Linked DNA regions of Mus musculus: region 1 is linked to region 2. A link is a contact called in public Hi-C data. All regions are on one chromosome and are shown on one strand. The core of a region is the stretch at or near the end of the contact, and the rest is flanking DNA. Distances in the headings are between cores, read along the strand shown. Region 1 has its middle 51 kb from the start of Gm40107. Region 2 has its middle 12 kb from the start of Gm43464.

Region 1 (5,809 bases), core at 2,848-5,347, 65 kb after region 2:
AATTGGACTCAGAGGAGGTTGTGAGTCACACCCATCTTGACATGGATCCTGGGAGCTGAAGCCAGGCCCTCTGGTGACGATGGTAGTACACACTGGTAGGATATACTGAAGACTTGGAGGCAGGATGTTCGGGTTTTAAACTTTAAAATAACCATTTTGAATATAGTATTTAAGAGCTGTTTCTTGGTCCAAACTTTTTAAAATTAGATGACTTTGTTAGCTACTGGGAGCTTATCTCTTTGTCTTCTCTTTTGCATTTATGATAGCTTGGAACAGAATTTAAACTGTGTTTTGTTTTGTTTTGAATCACCACATTATCTAATCAATCTATCCATCTATTATCTAATTATTTACATACATATCTACATACATAAATATAGCATGACCTTTCGATGTGTGTATACAGTGCAGAATAATTATATAGGAAGGTAATTAGCTATCTCAAATATTGTCTTGGTTTGGAGTGTTCAGAATCCCCTCTACTCATAAGTTTTATATGTGTGATGAATTGCCATCCATCAGAGTTGTCCTACTGCTGTAGGGCATTAGAAATCATCCGCTCTATTCAAGGACAGCCCCATATCTATCAACCCTCTTCATATCTCCGCTCTCTACCCCATACTCTGGGAACTGTTAAGACTTAATACAGTACACTATACTTCTATAAAACCAAGTTTCCTCATGAGAGAACCCATGCTGTTTTCTTAAAGATTGATTTTTATTTTTTAACTTATGTGTCTGTGTGGAGGATGTAACATTAGTGTGAGTGCCCACAGAGGCTAGAGGAGAATGTTGGAGCCTCTGGAGCAGATTCTCAGGCTGTGGGTTGCTGTGCTTTTTGGGGTTCAGACAACCCGTTTACAGGAGTAGCCTAAGACCATCCAAAAACACAGATTGCATTAAGATTTATAACAGTTGCAAAATTACAGTTATGAGGTAGCAACAAGAATAGTTTTATGGTTCAGGGTTACCATACATGAGGAACTGTGTTCAAGAGTCATAGTGTTGAGAACCACTGCTCTGGAGTAAGAGTCAATCTGAGAATTGGAGACATTTCTTCAACCTTAACATAGTGTCTTCAAATTAGGATTTCATCCTTTTTATGGAGAAGTGTTATTTCACTGTATATAGTAACCATATTGTCTTTACTCATTTATCTGATAGACACTTAAGTTGATGAAAGGGTCTGGTTTGAGGCTAATCAGGATGGAACTCTCTCAAAGCCTTAGAAAGCAAAGTGACGGATACACTAAGAGGAAGTGAAAGAGCTTAAGGGACTTCTAGATCAGCTCAGGCAGCAGGTCTCAACGTGTGCGTTGCAACACGGTTGGGAGCTGTGTATCAGAATTCCTGCATGACAGGTGTTTACATTACGATTCATACCAGTAGCAAACTTCCTACTTAAGTTCCTTACCACAACATGAGGAACTGTATTAAAGGGTCACAGCGTTAAGGAAGGTTGAGAACCGCTGAGCTAGTAGGAAGGGGAGTCAATGTTTGACCGTAAGCAGCTTGCCTCTAAAACCCACACTTTCAGCCACCACGCTTCTCCAAGTACGGCCAGTCACAGACTGTCTCCAGGACTCTGATGGTAAGAGGATTCCTGTCTAGTGAGGAAGATGGGATGTCTGAGCCAATGGCCTCAAGGGTAGCAGAAACTGCCAGCAGCTGAACTTGAAGCTGCCTTGACAGGAAGAAGAGGGATAAAGGTGATGGCCTCAGTGGTTCATTCACTAGCTCACACCCCTTCTGGTTTCTCGTATGCTTTCCAATAAATATTCTCCACTCTCGATTCTGCCTAAGCCAGGTCAAACTGGTTGCCCTCCCCCTGCACCTCAGGCCCAGAATGTACTGGGCAAATGCTATGCCACTGAGCCACCCCCTCTTATCCTAAACTGACTCTTTGACACTTGCCAGAATATCTTAACTGATATGGAGCATAGTGGTGACTCCCCAAAATGTCAACATTTATGAAAAGCATCAAGTTTGGAATTACAGACTGTATTTTCCTGACTGTATTTGATGTGTGTGTAACAGGACTGGGGAAGTGCCATGGTGGCCTTAAATGAGCTTGGCATTCTTTGTCAAATACTGCCTCATCTTAGAAGTCTTTCTACAGAACCAGATGCCCTCTATCTCCTCTTCTAAACCAAGCTGCTTGTTTTGTTTTGTTTTGTACCAGCTGACCCGGTATGTCAAAATGCAGGTGCTTTGCTCATGAATCCTTGACTCTCACAAATATATATAAAAGTTATTTCTTCTTTAGAAGTTTGTTGCAAGTCATCACTGGCAAACTTGCCGGAAGTTACGGGTAAAGAGCAACCTTCTGACCTTCTTTTGGATGAGAGTCTGCAAATGAAGGGCTGAACTCCTAAGTGCCCACCCAGTTAGTCTTTCCTTTACCTCTGAGTGTTTAATCGACAGAATAGCATGGGCCTTGCTGTTTTGTTACACTGTGTGTCTCTACCCCATAGTTTCCAGCAGAGCACCACTAAACCCTACACATGGCTTTTAACTCTTTAAAGTGCACTTTCTTATGGAATAAAGATTGCATGACTTAGCATTTGAATGAATCAGACTTCTCTGGGCACCAACAGTAATCTTCCTTGTTGCTGATCTGACCTGGGAAACTCCACATACTGTCAGAGTCCTTCCCAACTTTCCTGGGAATTTCTTCCTTTTCAAATATCACCCCAGTTGCCTTTTCTTTTCTTATTCTTTTTAAAGTTAGTGTGTTTAGTTTAGCTAGAGTACTTCCCTGCATATGCTTCATTACACTGTTCCATGTACATCACCTCTGTCTTCCCTCCTCTGTCCTCCCCACTTTGGGCTCCCTTCCCCCACACCCAATAGTGTTTTCTTCTACTTTCATGCTTTCTGTCTCCCCTTCCTTTTCTCTAATGCCCCCCTTTAAACTTTCATTATCTACACACACACACACACACACACACACACACACACACACACACCCCGAGTGCAGAGGTAGATTGATCTAACTATAAAGCATAAATGTGCAGGAAAATGGTATTTCTCTCTGAGTATGACTTATTTCGCTCAGTATAATGATGTCAGTTGCATCTATTTCCCCAAGTGTCAGGGGTCCATTTTTCTTCACAGTTGAATGCTGTTCGATTGCTCATAGGGCCACACTTTTTTTTTTTTTTGTGGCTTTTGATCTCAGTTCCCTTAGCCACAACACAAGAGTCTGAACTCTAGGAAACTTTAGGGCAGTGGCTCTCAACCTTCCCAGTGCTGCAACCCTTTAATACAGTTCCTCATGTTGTGGTGACCCCCAACCATAAAGTTATTTTTGTTGCTACTTCATAGCTGTAATTTTGTGACTGTTATAGATTGTAATGTAAATGTCTGATATTTGACCCCAAGGGGCTCTCGACCCACACACAGGTTTAGAAACACTGCTTTAAGGCCTTTGAAATCCTTTTCAACTCGAAACTATTTGATTAAGATTAAGTCTATTATCAACTGAAAAGGCATTCATTCCTCAGGCTGCCATAGTGGTTTCTAATGCGATCTTTCTTCTTGAGTTCACCCCTCAGAGTCTACAGTCACATGGCTCCCTGGAGTGTTTTGCAGAGTGACATCTTAGCCCTTAGGATACTACTTCAAAAAAAAAAAAATCATTGATCTAGAACTACAGAATCTATCTCCCTAGGAATTCACAGTGCTATTTAAAACTCTTAGTACTTTTTTTTTGGGGGGGGGGGGAGTACGTGTGTAACTTTTTTTACTTCATGGTTTTACAAGTGATACATCTGGGACCAACTGTGTTAATAATTTCCCTACAGTCTGAATGGTAAATAGATGTCACGATGGTCCTGCTGTGAACGTACAATGATGCCATGTTTACTTATCCCCCTTCTTGGTGTCACTTACTGACCGAAAAGTGATCGTTAGGGTGAGATATTAGTATTAATTCCCACCCCAGTGTTGTCAACAGCTATAAAAGATTCCTTCCAGTTGACCAGAAGAGGGAAGCAGAGGACCTAAGATGGCACATGAAATCCCTAAAGTGAGTTTGGAATAAACACAGAAACACTGAGTCTGGAGGCTTCTCTTGGATTGTCCTTTGACAGAGCGATCCATACACAGTTCAAATGTCATCTCGGGAACAAGCCCCTCGCTGTTGTCAAAAGCAGGCACTTCAGACCGTTCATTATGCATTTGCCAGCTTCCGGAGGAAGTGGGAGCAGCAGGGGATTATCATAAAGGAGCTGACTGAGGCATCCAGGGAACCAAAAGCAGGTTAGAAAGGGAACAGGCCCGAGCCTATAGTAGCAGCTCCTTGAGCTGAGGCCTCAGCTCCCAGGGCTGGGGATTACAGATGTGCGCGCGCGCGCGCGCGCGCACACACACACACACACACACACACACACACACACACACACACAGCCAGCCTAAGTTGGTCTTCAGCAGGGATATTTTCCTCTTTGAGCTTGCTTTCATCTCCCATTCAGAGACTAGCAAGCAGGTAACGAATGCTAGGCACTGCACCTGGGTGCAGTTTCTATCTCTTCCTGTTCCCTAAACTAAAAAAACAAAAAAACAAACAAACAAACAAACAAAAAAACAAAAAACAAAAAAACCCTCTTATAAAGACTCATGCTGTGCGTATGTGTACACGTGTGTGTTTGAGTGTGTGTTCATGAGTTGTGTGTGTGTGCATGTGTGTGTGTGCTTTTGTGTGTGTGTTTGAAGGCCAGAAGAAAATGTTGACTAGTTACAGATAATTTTGCAAAGAGAAAGGGGTATAGGGAGGAGTAAGTGGGAAGGAGTGGAGAGAGAGAGAGAGAAGAAAGAGAGAGGGCTTTTAACCACTGAGCCACTCTCCAAGCTCCCATCCTCTCCCTTTCATTTATAAACAATCTCTTTCTCTTTCTCTGTCTCTCTCTGTCTCTGTCTCTCTGTCTCTGTCTCTCTTTCTCTTTCTCTCTCTCTCTCTCTCTCTCTCTCTCTCTCTCTCTCTCTCTCTCACACACACACACACACACACAAATAACCATACTAAACCCAAATCATACTAAATCAGGCCATGGCCCTGAACGTGCCTAGAGGAGCTTCAGCTGTTAGAATGTCGCTTTCCTCTGCTGACCACCCTAGGAATTTGCCGGTTATGCTCACAACAGCTGGCTACATTTTCTACCCTCAAGCAGAGTTCAGGCTCCAGGGTTGGGTTTCTATAGGAGGAGCTTTTCTTCTCATCAGACTATTTCGCAGATTCAAGTTTTCCTATAACCTTTCTTGGGCCAAGAATGCATGGTCCTTGTTCCCAGCTGACTGGAACACCTGTCAAGGTCCTAATTCTTTGCAATGACCTTAGTCATTGCCTCCTATACAATGTAGATTTCAAACCATGTGTATCTTACCTCCCCAAAGACAGAAAATGCTGAGTTTGAGCCATAGAGCCAGCAGGTCTGATACTCCTACCCCAAGTCCTTGCTTGCCACCCTCGTAGCTCCCGTTTCTTCCTTCGGAGGCCAGCTATTCTATTCGTTGTTCATATTGTATATCACCTATCATTTCTCCATCTTGACTGAGGCCAGAGGTGCCAAGTTGACAGAGGAACTCAAACAAAAAGAAATTGCATTGTTTTGGTTGGGTTTTTGCAAGGCTCGGGATCAGACCCAGAGAATCTTGTAGATGCCAGGCAAACACCACCACTGAACTACACCCCCAGCCCAAAATTTTAAATATGTTCAAACGATTATTCTTCATCTATAGTGATTGTAAGCAAAGTCTTACCCACTGAGAAGAATTGGTGTGTCATGTTGCATAATATTAACATTTTTCA
Region 2 (5,470 bases), core at 267-2,766:
TTGTCTTGTTTTTACATCTCCACATTCCCTACTCTAAGTTACCCATAGATTAGAATCTGGGATGGAACCTGGTCACATAACGAACCCTACAGTGCTTCATTAGAAACATACAACTGCCAATGATAGCACCACCCATCTTAAACCTTTCTGGAGGCCTCTGAGGAGAAGTTAGTTTTCAGGCTTAGGTGACAAGTACCACCAACCACAGGCAGCACTCTACTCTTAGTAGCTGCCAAAGGTGGAATGGGCACCTTGGTTTTCTGACCACTGACAGTCATAAGCTCTAACATCTGGGATGGAGGAATTACCCATGAGACTGTCCATAAATGAACAACAATACAAAGAACCAAGACTTACATTTAATAATTGGCAGTAATGGTTTCATGAACGTCTTATACCACACTACCAACTGTCAAGAGTAACCACTTGAGGCCACACAGTCCCAGCTTTAAATATTAAGCTCTAGCCGGGAGTGGTGGCACACGCCTTTAATCCCAGCACTTGGGAGGCAGAGGCAGGCAGACTTCTGAGTTCGAGGCCAGCCTGGTCTACAAAGTGAGTTCCAGGACAGCCAGGGCTATACAGAGAAACCCTGTCTCAGAAACAAAAACAAAAACAAACAAACAAAAAAGTTGAGCTCTGCTGCCAACTTTTTGTATGAACACAATCTTAATATCTTAATATATCTGTGCCTCAGTTTCCTCCTGGGAATCACTAGACATAGTTGATCCTACTTCCTAGGGTTATAAGGACCAATGAACAGTTAAAACCTATATAGCTCAAAGACACAGCCTGGGACAAGTATCAATATACTGATATTATTAGGAGAGATTTGTGTCAACAACACACACCTAAATCTTACTCTGCATCATAAACACACACACACACACACACACACACACACACACACACACACACACACACAAACTCTACATGTTACTCTAAATGCTCTCTAACCCAGTCAAAGCTGCCCTTCCACTCATGATGGGGGCCAAGAAAAAGGAACAACGGTGAAGAGTCTTTACATTCCATCTCTTTTAGAAAACCTCTAATTATAGAAATGAACACAGTCATCCCGGAGCCCCTTATTACTACTCTGTGAAACATGGGAGAGCCTTAGCAGCACAATACTTCAAGTAAACTCATGCTAGGTCTAACTTACCCAGAGAGAGGAAATGGCCCCTCCTGAGAGCTCACGAGGTACTCTGCCGCTGGTGCCTTGATTAGAATGCTCTAATGGGCAGCAAATTCCTTGCAGATCTCCAGAGGCCCCTCGATCTTTCCTACCCCTGAGCCTCTGCAAGCCCTTCCTGCCTGCAAGACCTACCTCCCCACACGCTCTATGTGGTGATGCTCAATTGCCACAGCCTATCTACCTTCAGCCTTCCTTGCTAAACTGGCAGCCTTACGAGAACCAGGAGGGCTGTTTCCTTCACTGTGCCCTTAGAGCCTAGCAAAGTGAATGACACATAGCGGGCCCTCCAACAATATTTGGGACATGAAAATAGACAGCCCAGCTATTGATAGCTGAGGACTCTACCACTTCAAGCTGTTTAGCTTAGAACAGACCGAATAACTTCTCAGATCCTCAGCCGAAATAACTTCCTTTTATGTTCTTGAAATGACTAAAAGATAGAGCAATGAGAAAAGCAGCTGGCAGAATGCCCAGAACAAAGTTAACGTTAATAGTTAATAGGCGTTTTAAAAAGCAGTCGAGCCAAGCGCACCCAAGCCTTTCATTTCCCTAATTTTGTCCCTTTCTCATTTAATAAAAATAGATGTTACAGTCATAATTGTCAGTATCAAGACCCCAGAACACAGGAGAGACGGGATGAAAGGGCAGAGGATACTGTGCTGCAGCTCTCAGAGTCTGACATGTATTAGTACTGAGTCATAAATATTCATTAGACAACTTGTAGAGGCCAGGAGAAGTATATAGCAAAAACGCTCAGCTGGGAGCTTGCCTTCATGCCTGCTCCTCTGTACAGAGTTTAACTCTGCACAAAACCAACAATTGTAGAACTAAATTGAAGTAAAAGATGTATTTTAAAGCTAAGCTAAACCTGCGCACCAATTACTCATTCAAGAAACTGATTCAAAGATACCGGAGTCACCGGTCACATTTGAAAATTTCACGTTTGTTTGCCTTCACTGATAATCGTTTGTATTTGTTTAGAATTAAGTATATATACCTAGCAGTTAACTTTGGCTCTCACCTATGCTTCTTACAACCTGGTTGTTTCCACTTCAGAAACGAGAAGACTTGGGATTGCCATTGAAACAATGGAGGGACTAGACTTAGTAGGAAGTCAGACTATCTGACTAGCTTGGACTCATCTCTCTGATGTTTTGAGTCTGGCTTGGGAGGCTAAGATTCCCCGTCACTAGTTTTTTTGGTTTGTTTATTTGTTGTTTGTTTTTTGGGTTGTTTGTTTGTTTTATTTTTTGGTTTTTTTCGAGACAGGGTTTCTGGCTGTCCTGGGACTCACTCTGTAGACCTGGCTGGCCTCGAATTCAGAAATTCGCCTGCCTCTGCCTCCCAAGTGCTGGGATAAAAGGCGTGCGCCACCACTCCCGGCTTGGTCCCTAGTTAAGCTATAAACCAGAGGAATCCGGAGGAGAGGGAGAGGGCCTGCTGGGTCACGTGACGTCAGGCTTGCAGGTCTCAGACTCTCAGCACGGGTGGGAGGGCACGCCCGTCTCCGCTCATTTAGGCATGCAGGTGCCAGCAAGTTTCCTCACTGAGAGAAACAGCAGATCCAAGAGGCTACTAAATAACAGAACAAGCTTACAGGAAAAGGGCCAGAACATACTAAGAGGCACCGGTGTCAGGGCTAGAGGATGTGTTCGCCTTGGTAGTCGCCCTTGCTCCACTGCGGTGCACATTCTCCTATGGACTGGCAGCCTTCTTGTCTCTCCTCTGAGGTGGAAAGGTGGGCTTGGGAAAGCAGACAAACGACCATTACATTACAGAAAATTCCAGCAGCCAAGATAACCCAAACATCGTCAACAATCCCCCTTCCTCTGACCTCACCTAAAACATGTTTGAAAGGGTACTCTTATATGTAATGACAAAATTATAATTTATAAAGCCTTATGTATATTTTAAAGATGCGTTGTTAACGGAAGATAATGAGGCCTATTCCCTAAATACCAAGCATTTACCCTCCTGCCTCCACACAACCACTACCTTCATAGGAAGATGAAAGAAGAAAAGAAGAGCCATTTCATCCCCCCCCCCCCCAAAGAACTCTGCAAACGACATTTTGTAACGATTGTGCATGTGAAATGTTTGTTAAGAAAAGCCACGTCTCTCTCAGACCGAACATTTCCTTGGTTCTGTTTCCTAGAATGATCAGGGAGAAACTGCATGAGCGATCAACGCTCTTCCCGTTTTTTATTTGTCGGTATGAGGTTAACAGAGGAAAGCATCTGCCTTTCAAGGCAATTGCATTTGTGTGGCAAGGGGGGGGGGGGGCAGAGAGGTGGTGTCTGAGGCTGTCAGTCCCCAGCTGGCCTCAGAGAAGTCACTGAAGCAGTGAGCTGTGGCCAAGACCTTTTCCTGATTTAGCTGTTAGTCCGGAGAGAAAACCCACACAAGACAAGACAGGCCCCACAGAAAAGGCACTAGCAACAGATTTTGCTAGGGAAGGGAATGGTGGGGGTGGGAACGGGGGTGCAGACGCTGAGGATTTTAATCACATCTCTTCAAAGAATTGCACAGCGGCAAAGTAAGCAAGAAGAAATTGATATTTCTAAATCTAAGAGACAGGAGACGCCTGTCCCTCACTCTCTCTCCTACACGCATGCCCACCTTCCTCCAACACCCAGCTATTTCTGCCCTAGATTTTGCTTTCATTCTGGAGAACTCGTTTCTTATGCCAGGTGTATAAATACAGTTATGAAACACTGCCTGCTTCTCCCGTCCCATAGAGAAGCTCTCTTCTGCTGAAACAAAAGAAAACCAGCATTGTTTTTGTTTCCCCTGCGGTTATATTAAAAGTAGTTGCTGAATTTTTGGTTCTCTAAATTGTTGAATGCAGTAGGTTTTTTTTTGGGGGGGGGGGTGTTGTTTCCCTTTGTTTTGCTATGGTTTTTGTTGGGTTTTGTTTTGCTTTTTGAGTCTTCATAAAAAAACCAATGTCATCTAGCCAAGATGAAGCCTTTAATGAAGGAAATCCTGACAAGTCTTAAGTGGTTAAAGATAACTGAGTGCCTGGTTTGACCCTATTTGAAATTCTCTTCTACCCACTAAGTACAGATAAATCTTTATGGAATGACCTACTAACTGTCTGATGTTGGAAACGAGCGTTCGGTTTTGTTTCAGCTATAAAATAAGGTCACTCTGCTTTTGGTTTAAGAAAAAAAAAAACCCAAACCTGATGTAGCTGCTTTGATAATTAAAACTTACAGAGTCATGGCGAGATGACATATTTAAACCTCTAAAAGTTAATGCGAAGTGATAAAATTGCAAAAGGAAAAAGGATAAGGGTCCCCGACTACTGCTCATCAAATTAAATATTAGTCATTGGATATTTATATCACTTTGAAGTAAAGAATTCCAAAAAGTTACTTGAAAACTTGAAATTCAAGTCATGAACCATGCCCTGGTTGACTTTGTTATATAAGGGAACCTACAGAGGGGGGCCACAGGCGGTGGGATGGGGTGGGGCACAGGATCATGTAAGTAAATACAAAACATAAACAGCTGATATTGACACCCAAGGAGCCAAGACTCAAAGCAAATAAAACTGACTTGGTCCTTAATGTGGGTGTTTCGTTTTGTTTAAGATAAGGTCTCAGGGAGTACATGGCGACCTTGGATTCCTAATCTGTCTGCCTCTACCTCCCAAGTGCCAAAGTGAGGGTTTCTATCTATAGACGGATCTGTTACCTACAAGCCAGAGCCCTCCATGAGACAGTTCTCTTTTGCTGAAATTAGAACAGAAGTTCCTGGCTTGAGGGAGCCGATCCCTCAAGAAGCAATGCCTACAAATAAAATCAAACAAATGCTTAGGCAAGATAATTAATCTCCTTGCATCTACATCTCCTCCCTTCTAGACTGGGACCAATGCTGGCAGGAAGTACTAGTGCTAATGGAGTGGCAAGATAGACAGCTGACATTGCAGGCATCAGCACATGCCATTTCTCTCCCTGTCCCCTATTCAACATCTGCCACCTTCCTCCCCTCATGCCCATCACTCAGTCTGGTCATACAGTGTGTCCTCATCTGTAATCCTCCTAGCAGGGGAGGTGCACACTGGCTACACCAGAGGCTGGATCTGCCTGGTCTATGAAGTGACATTGGTTCTTACCGTACACACAGCCATATGGTTGAGTCTTCACTCTCCTGTGTATTTAGTAGTGACATTCACATGTCTCTTGAGAGCCAAGTTTGGGACAAGCTAGGAACAGATCCTGCTGTTGTATGCGGACAGACAAGGGGAAGAGGGAACTCTTCAGAGCCAGG

Evidence for each region. A called contact is a pair of places that touch in the nucleus more often than the background predicts.
Region 1: a Hi-C map of uterus shows a contact between it and region 2, with 2.5 times the contacts expected there. The contact joins two enhancer-like sites. A contact is called at or near these places in 1 of 15 datasets of contacts at CTCF or cohesin (pro-B cells), 7 of 484 Hi-C or Micro-C datasets (the G1E-ER4 cell line, cerebral cortex, differentiating embryonic stem cells and 3 more) and 2 of 115 datasets of contacts at active chromatin or transcription factors (embryonic stem cells and pancreatic cancer cells).

The regions. Positions count from the first base shown.
Region 1 is chr3:100,764,239-100,770,047 of GRCm38.p6, forward strand. No RefSeq gene overlaps it. Among named protein-coding and RNA genes, the nearest start is that of Gm40107, 51 kb to the right of the region's middle. Within about 2 kb of position 4,098, at least 48 of the 459 cell types and tissues checked have an H3K27ac peak or open chromatin away from gene starts, as enhancers often do. A contact at or near this core is called in uterus, where this site is marked.
Region 2 is chr3:100,701,770-100,707,239 of GRCm38.p6, forward strand. No RefSeq gene overlaps it. Among named protein-coding and RNA genes, the nearest start is that of Gm43464, 12 kb to the left of the region's middle. Within about 2 kb of position 1,517, at least 62 of the 459 cell types and tissues checked have an H3K27ac peak or open chromatin away from gene starts, as enhancers often do. A contact at or near this core is called in uterus, where this site is marked.